Linked DNA regions of Mus musculus: all the other regions are linked to region 1. Evidence: chromatin contacts called from public Hi-C and Micro-C data. All regions are on one chromosome and are shown on one strand. Each heading gives the region's core, a stretch centred on a gene start, on an enhancer-like site or on the middle of the called end of the contact. The rest is flanking DNA. Distances are from core to core; before and after follow the strand shown.

Region 1 (2,706 bases), core at 80-2,579:
TGGAAAAACATAAGTACGGGATATATGGCAAACCCATTGATAGGAATCTCACTCATGGAAAGTGGGAAGAAATTGCACTTTTATTTCCCTGCTACTGAGATAAAAAGCTGTGAAGGTTAAATGGAAAAAACATCAACAAGGACTGAGAACCCAAATTAACCCCCAAAATTAACACTTAAACAAAATGGGTGGGGAGTGGAGCGCGACCAAAAGAAAAGGTAGTCTATGATGAAAGTTTGACTTTTGGTCTCTACAGTGGAACTGAAGAAAGCAGCAAAGTCAGGTTGATACAAAGTAGCTGTGATGAATTTTAAAACCCTATTTTAAATATTCTGTGAGGGCTGGAGTGAATTTAATTCTCTTTTCTCTTTCTCTTAGAATGTAACATCTCCCAGGCTACAGGGCCAAATGATACCTGAGACACACACATCCTTTCCTTTTGAAGAGGACTACAACCTGCAACCAGCAAATAAGTATTAGAGAGCCGTGACGTGACTAGTCTCCAACTTGGAAACCGGTCCCAAACTACATAAAACACCTTCCCAGAGCCAAATTCAGCAAACCGGGGAGAGCGAGGGCTACAAGTCAGGAAATAGCGGCTAATCACAGCTTTACAGTCACACGTGTGCAACCCAGACCTGACCCACACCCACTTGGCGGCAAGTGCAAAGCACAGAATTCCAAACCGGAAGACAGCAAAGGAGCTTTCTCAGAGGCCGGGAAGGCAGCTCTTCACATTTTCTGCTCCCACCCCAAAACAGCTTCAGCCTGGCAACCTCCGTCTGCCCAACCCATATCTCTGGGTCCCGCCCGCGGCTTTTTCCCTGGCACCAAGGTGGTCTCCCAGCCGACCAGCTTCAAAGGTTTGAGCGGCTGCCAGCTGCACCTCGGGCACAGAAGAAGGAAGACAGATCACCCGCGCCTAAGGGACAGCACACTCACCTTCATGATCTGTGTGTCCGATTCCGCCGCGGACCCCGCGGACCCCAGCCTCCCGGGGGTCCACAGGAAGCCCCTGGACCTCACTAGCAGCCATTACCTGGCACAGTAGAAAGGGGCGGGCCGTAGGCGGGGCGGAGCGGTGATACACCAATAAAAACGCGCCTGGGGTCGCATGCCGCCTCACTGAGGGAGTTCCTACACGCCTATGCTGTGCCGTCACATTTTGGACCAATCGATTGTGGCGAGCCTAACTAGGTGCCCCGCCCCCAACCGCTGTAGTCCCGCCTCCTTCCGGAGCCGGGAGCGTAAGAACTACAACTTCCAGCATGCCGCGAGGCAGTGGGTAGGCAGCGCTGGACGGGCGCTGACGGGCGGGGGTGCGCCCGCGAGTGCCCCGGCGTGTTCGCTTAGTTCAGTGAATCAGAACAATGACTGCGCCGCCGGGTCCCCGGGAGCGCGTCGCAGGGCTGTGAGCAGCCGCGGCCGGCAGAGCGGCGGGCGGCTCCGCCTCGGCGGTGTAGTGTCAGTGCCGGCTCCGGAGCCCCGGGAGCAGACCCTGCCCAGCGCCGCAGCCCGCGCGATCCGCTGTGCTCCAGCGACACAGCTGCTCTTCGGGAGCGGTGCATTGTTGTGAGCCACTGGAGGGGCGCGGGGATTGCACAGCCCGGAGCCCCTCAACGCCCTTCATAGCCATGTGGATACCTACGGAGCACGAGAAATACGGCGTGGGTGAGTGCTCGCGGGCGAACTTTTACCACGCTCTGGTCCTTGCCCCCACGCAGCTCGCTCCGCTCCAGGCTGCAAATGCCAGGTCTTGGCATTGCACAGCGGGTCCCGGGCTTGGCCGCACCGGCCTCCGGCTGAGGGGCGAGCACTGGGGGGCTCGCTCCTCACCGTGCACTCGGCGCTCCTCGAACCCGATCCCAGAACGTCCGGACTGCCGCTCCGGTCTCTGCTGGCTGGCGGAGTTTGGAGCGGCCGCGGGGCGTGTTGCGTGTCAAGTTGGAAGGGGAAGCCAACAGGGTTTCTCTCCCTTCTACCCCTGCTGGCCCACAGCGGCAGAGAGCTGGCAGTGGGCTGCTAAGATTTCCCGGGGTGATGAGGGAGACCAGGAACCGGCTGCTAGAATACTCCCAAACAGTAGGGAGGCGCGAAGTCCCTGCGGCTGGGGTCGGCATTCCCAGAGTGCAGAGTGTAGCCCCTGTGACAGACGGAGTCGGGACGTAGCCTCCTTCCTCCCTCGCCTCCCGGGTGTTTGGGGTGTGTGTTGCGAGCAGGGGGGTTGGTAAATTTCAACATCTGTGCTCCTGCGCTCTTTGGTCCTTGGAGGGGAACCGAGATTTTGGCAGGGTTTTTACTTCTGGCCACCTTCTCTACCAGGGAATGAGCGCAGTGGGGGTCATAGAGGCCGGCTGGAAAGTGACGAGGGAGAGGAGGGTCAGAAAGCCTGGCTCTTAGAGGCTGGCAGGCAGCTTTAGGAGAGGACTACCCTGGCACTGATTTGAGAGAAAAAGGAACAGGATAGCATTCACTGTTCTGTGCAAAGGTGAACAACAAAGACCATTAATGTTGACTGATGAATACAGGAGGCTCCCTTCCCTTCCCTCCTCCCTTGTCGGTAGGATTACAGTTCCCGTTTTTGTTGTTTGATTTCAGCTGGGTACCCCCCTCCCCCTTTGACAGTCACTCCTTTTAGGGTTGAGACTATTAAGAAGCCAGGCTCACTGACAAGCCCGAATTGGCCAAATGCAATTATAACCTCCC
Region 2 (2,706 bases), core at 127-2,626, 110 kb before region 1:
CCCACAGAATCATGATGGGCTGAGCTCTGTGCTGTTGCCCCTCCCTGACACCGGCACGGACAAAACAACTTAGTTCTATCAGCCTAGAAATTCACAATAACTCAAAGTGCTTGTTTGAGAAAAAGGACTCAGCGTAGGCAGGAGTAGTGAGCTTCGTGGTGTCTTAATCGGCCTTCTCCATCTCACTCACTGTTAATGGTCTCTAGCTTTCATACCAGCAGCCTCACAGCCACTGGAGGGAGTGGCCATCCCTAGAGTCTGTCACTACTGACCCTGCCTGGCAGGAGCTGTCCAAGCTCTCCTCACAAAGCTGGCTTTTATTTGAACCAAATCTCATGCCCTGAGCATTTGTCCCAAATGCTCAAATAGTTAAAAACTTTTTCTGTTTTTAAGATATCACAACTGCTTGAGAAAAGCATCATTTGTGGCAAATAGTATACTAGATAACCATCTAAGACAATCTGGGAGTAAGATATCTTATGAAGCCTTTGAGAAGTTATGGGATACAGGGGAGTAGAAGACCATACTCAAGTGTAAGGCTATGTGAATGCCCATAAAAGACCCAAAATGGCTACAGAATGACGGCTAACATGAGTTGTGATCCAATGTAACGTCGAGGTTTGCTCCAACCCAAGTAAAAAACCCTTTAATACAGAGTTGATATACTGGTCCACAGGGCTGAGGATAGGGCTGGAGAGATGGTTCAGCAGTTAAGAGCACTGTCTGCTCTTCTGAAGGTCCTGAGTTCAAATCCCAGCAACCACATGGTGGTTCACAACCATCTGTAATGAGATCTGATGCCCTCTTCTGGGGTGTCTGAAGACAGCTACAGTGTACTTACTTCTAAAAAATAAATAAATCTTTAAAAAAAAAAAAAAAGAAGGAATGTTATAGAATGGCAAACCTGTTTCCGCGAAATTCCTCACTGCAAAACATGCACACACCATGAAAGCTTGTATCATTTCGCTCTCGCTGTTGCTGATCCAGAACTTCTTTCTGTAAATTATAAAAGGACTTATGAGTTTATCTTTAATATCTGTACTAAGCAATTAGTCACCAAGCAGCGCCAGTCTAGATGAGAGTGTAAGAGTACAAAGGTCATGCAGTAAGGTTGCTCATACTTCTGATTTCTTTGTTCTTGTCTGGGCATTGAAACACTCCAAGGGAGTCTCACTGGACCATGAACCTCATCAAGGGCAGGCCTATGGCCAGCAGTATGTGGCCAACAGAAAACCAACTCAATGGTATTTTTGGAAGTATTTTGTCTCACATTGTTTTGTCTGAACTTTTTTTTTTTTACCAATATAGGTCTTTTGCTTGTGCATTATGACTTCTGATTTTGTTTCTCTAGGTTTTCTCTGTGTGTGACTCTGTGTGTGACTGTGTGTGTGTGACTGTGTGTGACTCTGTGAGTCCAGGCATCTCTAGGTGTTTCATGTGCTTTCTTCCACTCCTTTTCACCTTGTTTATTTTGTTTTAATCGGATTTGTTTTTATTTTATCATATTATTGGTTTTTCAGATGCTTGTTTATATTTTAATGAAAGAGAAGCAGTGTGCATTTGGGTGAGTGGTGAACTGGGCAAGATCTGAGAATTGAGGGAGGGGAAGCCATAATCAGAATAAGATGTATGAACGACATCTATTGTCAGTAAAGAAAAGGAACACTAAGTCTGCACGTCACAGTAGGCCGTGGGAGTCACATGGCAATGGATGGCAATGGATGCAACTCTGAGCCAGTGAGGGAAGATCTTCCAGACCTTTCTGTTGGCTGTGTCAGGCGTTTCCTGTCCTCGCTTCCCATCAGAGTAGAATCTGCTACCTGGTTCTTGGATTGCTCTTATTCTTAAACCTCTATTCAGTTTGTAATCAAGTTCTGATCATTTCCCCACTATCTCTAATAACATTACCCCGAGCCCAGATTTTGTTGAATTATTATGAAATGACTATAAATAAATATCAGAGTTACCATGATTGCAATCCTTGCAATATACTTCCATCAAAGGGAGAGAACCATTTACTAAACGTGCTTCTATGTACAATTATCGTGTTGGGCTGCAACTGAAATGGTTTTATAATGTTCTGCTAGGTTCTGCTCTAGTCAGGGCGGCCCTATTCAATGTCTCTCTGGGAGGTCAGTATTCTCCTTGGCTTCTCTCTTTTACAAATTATTACACGTTCATCAAGATCCAGTGTGATTCCTGCAAACTCCCATTAAAAAACAAAACAAAACAAAACACTTTAATGCACATTTCTCAAGCCTGTGACAATACTAATCCTGATGCTTTAAGAGAAAAATCTTACTTAGCATAACATTGTCTTCATTTTGATTCAATGTGATGGATTTGATGAGTCAGTACCCTAGTGATACTAAGCCATAACAGGTTTTTCACTGACCAGAATTAAGTTGTTATTGGAATCTTAATTGCACAACCAAAAAGTAGCTAAAGTAATATGGCTAACCTCATTTACAGGATAGTAAATTAGAGGCAGCATTGGGTAAAAAGGGCAATAGAGGAAGACTATGACTGGTTAGTAAAGTGTCCAAACCAGGCTGTTCTCTAATACTTTGGTTCCAGGACAATCTCATGTAGTCTATATAACAGTATATATAACTGCTAATTATTTTCAAGTTTAGTACACTCACTCTCCCTTTGTCCCAAATCTCTTGTTCCTCTTTATAGTTCTGATCCCTTTTCAAAACTTTC
Region 3 (2,706 bases), core at 134-2,633, 66 kb after region 1:
CTTATACTCTATTCAAATAAGGAGCTCTAAAATACGATAGCGTCCTCGTTAGGTTGAGTAGGACTGTGTGGCTATTTGTGGAGCTGTTTGGAGGCTCATTATGAACGCATTTATAGGACAGAAACAGAGAGAGATAGTTTCCTCAGTCCTCAACTCTACCTTGGTTCTCATTTTCCTGAGAATAATAATGCCTGAGAAGGCATCAGCTTATGAGAGGCCATGTGGCTCCCAGCCACATATAGTGCCACCACCTATGTAGTCCCGTAGCCCCCCCCCCCCAAATACCTGAGCAGCTATGTTATCTTAACCATAAATTCTTGGATTCAGTCTGCCGGAAGGCTGACTATCTCAGGAGGACTGAAATAAAGAATTCAGTGGTTGGTTATGATCCTGGAATTTGGACTTCTACATTCTAAGGTATCTGAGTACTGAGTCGCTAATTTCTTGCTTCCATTTATGGGTAAGTACCATTCAGGGGTCAAGTTGGTAACTCCCCACAGAGGAAGGACAGGTATATGAACCTCACTTAGGGAATCCTGCAGGGAGGATTAGTGTGTCAAACCCTGGGCCAGGTATCCAAGGGAAATAAGCCATGTGTTAGTGGTCCTATGGCTAGTGAAGCTTCTGTTGGTTCTTTAGTGATCTTTCTGCCTGGGTCCTGTTCTCCTACTCTATCAGCATGGGTACTGTATGGAGGTAAGCTTGCTAGAATGAAGGACGTTTATCTCTAGTTCATGCATAGTGTCTCTGCCTTGCCACGTGCAGTATACATTCTGTGCATGTCAGTTTCTTCCTATAAGGTGTTTTCAAGGCAGGGATGTCAGCAGGCTTTGTGCTGTTTCCAGATACCATCTCTGCACGAATGTTTGCTCATTCTATTTTTAACATCACATCCTTTGTGAGAGCCTCCATAAGGCCCGGATGGCCAAATGTCCTGTTTATCATCCCGGCTTTTCCCAGTTAAATTCCATTCTTTTGTTCATGATGCCTAGAAAGCCTTTGGGGATGGTAGTCTGTGCTTCTGTAATTGTATTGGGCCTGAGTTCAAGCTGATCTGTGCCTTTGAAACTGCCGCAGAAGCCTCTTCAGGGTTCTCTGTAGTTACTAAGCGACCGTAGAGAAAATGACCTGCAGCTCCCAAATAGGGAGCCAGTTTACATGGATTTAAGAGATCCCATCAAAGTCACATGCTGCTGTGGCTGGAAGCCTACCACTTTGCTGATGGTCTGAGAACTGCCATCCTCCCCACCTCCCACCCCCTTTTATCTTAGCCCTCAACAGAGATATTAATAAATCTTTCCAAAATGAGATGCTGACAGTGTCTCAGGCCTGCGCTGATAATGATCATATGAAGGGTCTTTTGTCTGCCTTGGCCTTTTACCTTCAGATCCTGGATGCTGCCCACATAGGGACACTGGTCTCTTTCCAGGGATGGGATTTATATCTTTTCAGCCCTATGCCACTAGATTAGTTGGAACCCTGAAGGTTGTTACAGCTTTTCTTTGTTCTTTCTCCTCCCCTTTCTCCTGTGTCTTGTGGATGGATGTACAGCTGCCCCGTTACATGTTTAAGAGCAGGGATCATGGCATGCTGCCGTCCACCAGTTGGCACCAAACTTGTCTCATTTCAGGCGCCTAATAAATGTTACAATAAATAGAAGTGCACGAATGGCCCTAATAGTATATTAGCAATTTCTTGTGTTGTATCTTGCGTGTATGCATTCATTCTGTTAATTAGTTATGTAGTAGAAAAAAAAAACAAGCTCATTCATTAAGAATTACTGTGTTAGGGGTTGAAGATACTAAGGAGAAATAAAACATAATTGCTATGCTCGGGAAGCACACAACTTAAAATGGATTATTTCTTCTTTGTCTAAGGAAGCCATGGGTAACTAAGTCGCTCAACTGGAGAATAACCTGTGTCTGTCAAATTGACACTCCAGACTCCTCTGGCGTACTGGTTTCTGTTGCCCTACCATGGTATTCAGGGGGTCACTTGGCTGCATATACTTGGGTGTTCTGTTTGTGCAACTCAAACTGATCAGTCACGAGCTTGAGCGCATTTTACAATAACCTTGACGGCTGAAAGGGAATTGATCTTGTCCGGCATGCAGCATTCATCTCATGCTGAGAGCTTTAGATTATCTCAAAGAGCAGAAGACATCTCCAACACAAGAAGGGACAGGATCGCATTTGTTAGTTTTAAGACATATTTATGGCAGATGGCTTGTCATTTCCTTGATGCTGTGTGGGTTTTCACTGTTATAAGCCCATGTATTTCAAAGCTAACTTGACACTGGAAGAAATGGCTCAATTTATTGTATAAAATACTGGAAGTCAAATAGATTTATTTTTTGGTACCTTTTACTGATATAATGACTCAACATAAAATAAAGACTGTATTTCAGATACTGTGAATTACTGCCTGAGTAAATTCAGCTTTGCAGTGCCATTAATATTTTACTGCCACTGTGAATAGGCTGTTAAATTTAAATCAAGAATTATTGGTTCCTTTTGGTAGGACACGTATTTTTACATACACCCTGAACATTAAACTGTTTTCCATACTCACCACATTAAAAACATGGTTTAAATTTATTTTTTGATGACAGATTAGTTTTGAGAGAGATTGAATCAAAAACAGATATGATTGGGGAATATGCTTAATGAGATTGTTCTAGTATTTCTGTATTGTTTAGGGTAGTGA

The links. Hi-C and Micro-C count contacts between places; a contact is called where the count stands out from the background.
Region 2: a Hi-C map of the N1E-115 cell line shows a contact between it and region 1, with 2.0 times the contacts expected there. The contact joins the enhancer-like site here to the promoter of Dock4 in region 1. A contact is called at or near these places in 7 of 39 promoter capture datasets (the 3T3-L1 cell line, 3T3-L1-derived adipocytes, the HPC-7 cell line and 2 more), 2 of 484 Hi-C or Micro-C datasets (the N1E-115 cell line and embryonic fibroblasts), 4 of 115 datasets of contacts at active chromatin or transcription factors (embryonic stem cells, intestinal crypt epithelium and stem cell-derived neural progenitor cells) and 3 of 9 other capture datasets (adipose tissue, liver and pancreatic islet).
Region 3: a contact with region 1 is called in a Micro-C map of trophoblast stem cells, with 2.5 times the contacts expected there. The contact joins the enhancer-like site here to the promoter of Dock4 in region 1. A contact is called at or near these places in 5 of 39 promoter capture datasets (the 3T3-L1 cell line, 3T3-L1-derived adipocytes and liver), 19 of 484 Hi-C or Micro-C datasets (CD4 T cells, CD8 T cells, bone marrow-derived macrophages and 9 more), 10 of 115 datasets of contacts at active chromatin or transcription factors (the SCID.adh cell line, astrocytes, bone marrow-derived dendritic cells and 6 more) and 3 of 9 other capture datasets (adipose tissue, liver and macrophages).

Annotation. Positions count from the first base shown.
Region 1 is chr12:40,444,724-40,447,429 of GRCm38.p6, forward strand. Dock4 (dedicator of cytokinesis 4) reads left to right here and starts at 1,330. Exons shown (of 53, transcript NM_172803.2): 1 at 1,330-1,671. The coding sequence starts at 1,635. Zfp277 (zinc finger protein 277) reads right to left here and starts at 1,067. Exons shown (of 12, transcript NM_178845.3): 1 at 943-1,067. The coding sequence starts at 1,036. Gm40406 (a long non-coding RNA gene) reads right to left here and starts at 936. Exons shown (of 2, transcript XR_872699.3): 1 at 1-936.
Region 2 is chr12:40,334,380-40,337,085 of GRCm38.p6, forward strand. Zfp277 (zinc finger protein 277) reads right to left here. Exons shown (of 12, transcript NM_178845.3): 5 at 905-996. Among named protein-coding and RNA genes, the nearest start is that of Gm40403, 88 kb to the left of the region's middle. Within about 2 kb of position 1,377, at least 13 of the 459 cell types and tissues checked have an H3K27ac peak or open chromatin away from gene starts, as enhancers often do. A contact at or near this core is called in the N1E-115 cell line, where this site is marked.
Region 3 is chr12:40,511,103-40,513,808 of GRCm38.p6, forward strand. The region is part of intron 1 of Dock4 (dedicator of cytokinesis 4); the gene reads left to right. Among named protein-coding and RNA genes, the nearest start is that of Dock4, 66 kb to the left of the region's middle. Within about 2 kb of position 1,384, at least 16 of the 459 cell types and tissues checked have an H3K27ac peak or open chromatin away from gene starts, as enhancers often do. A contact at or near this core is called in trophoblast stem cells, where this site is marked.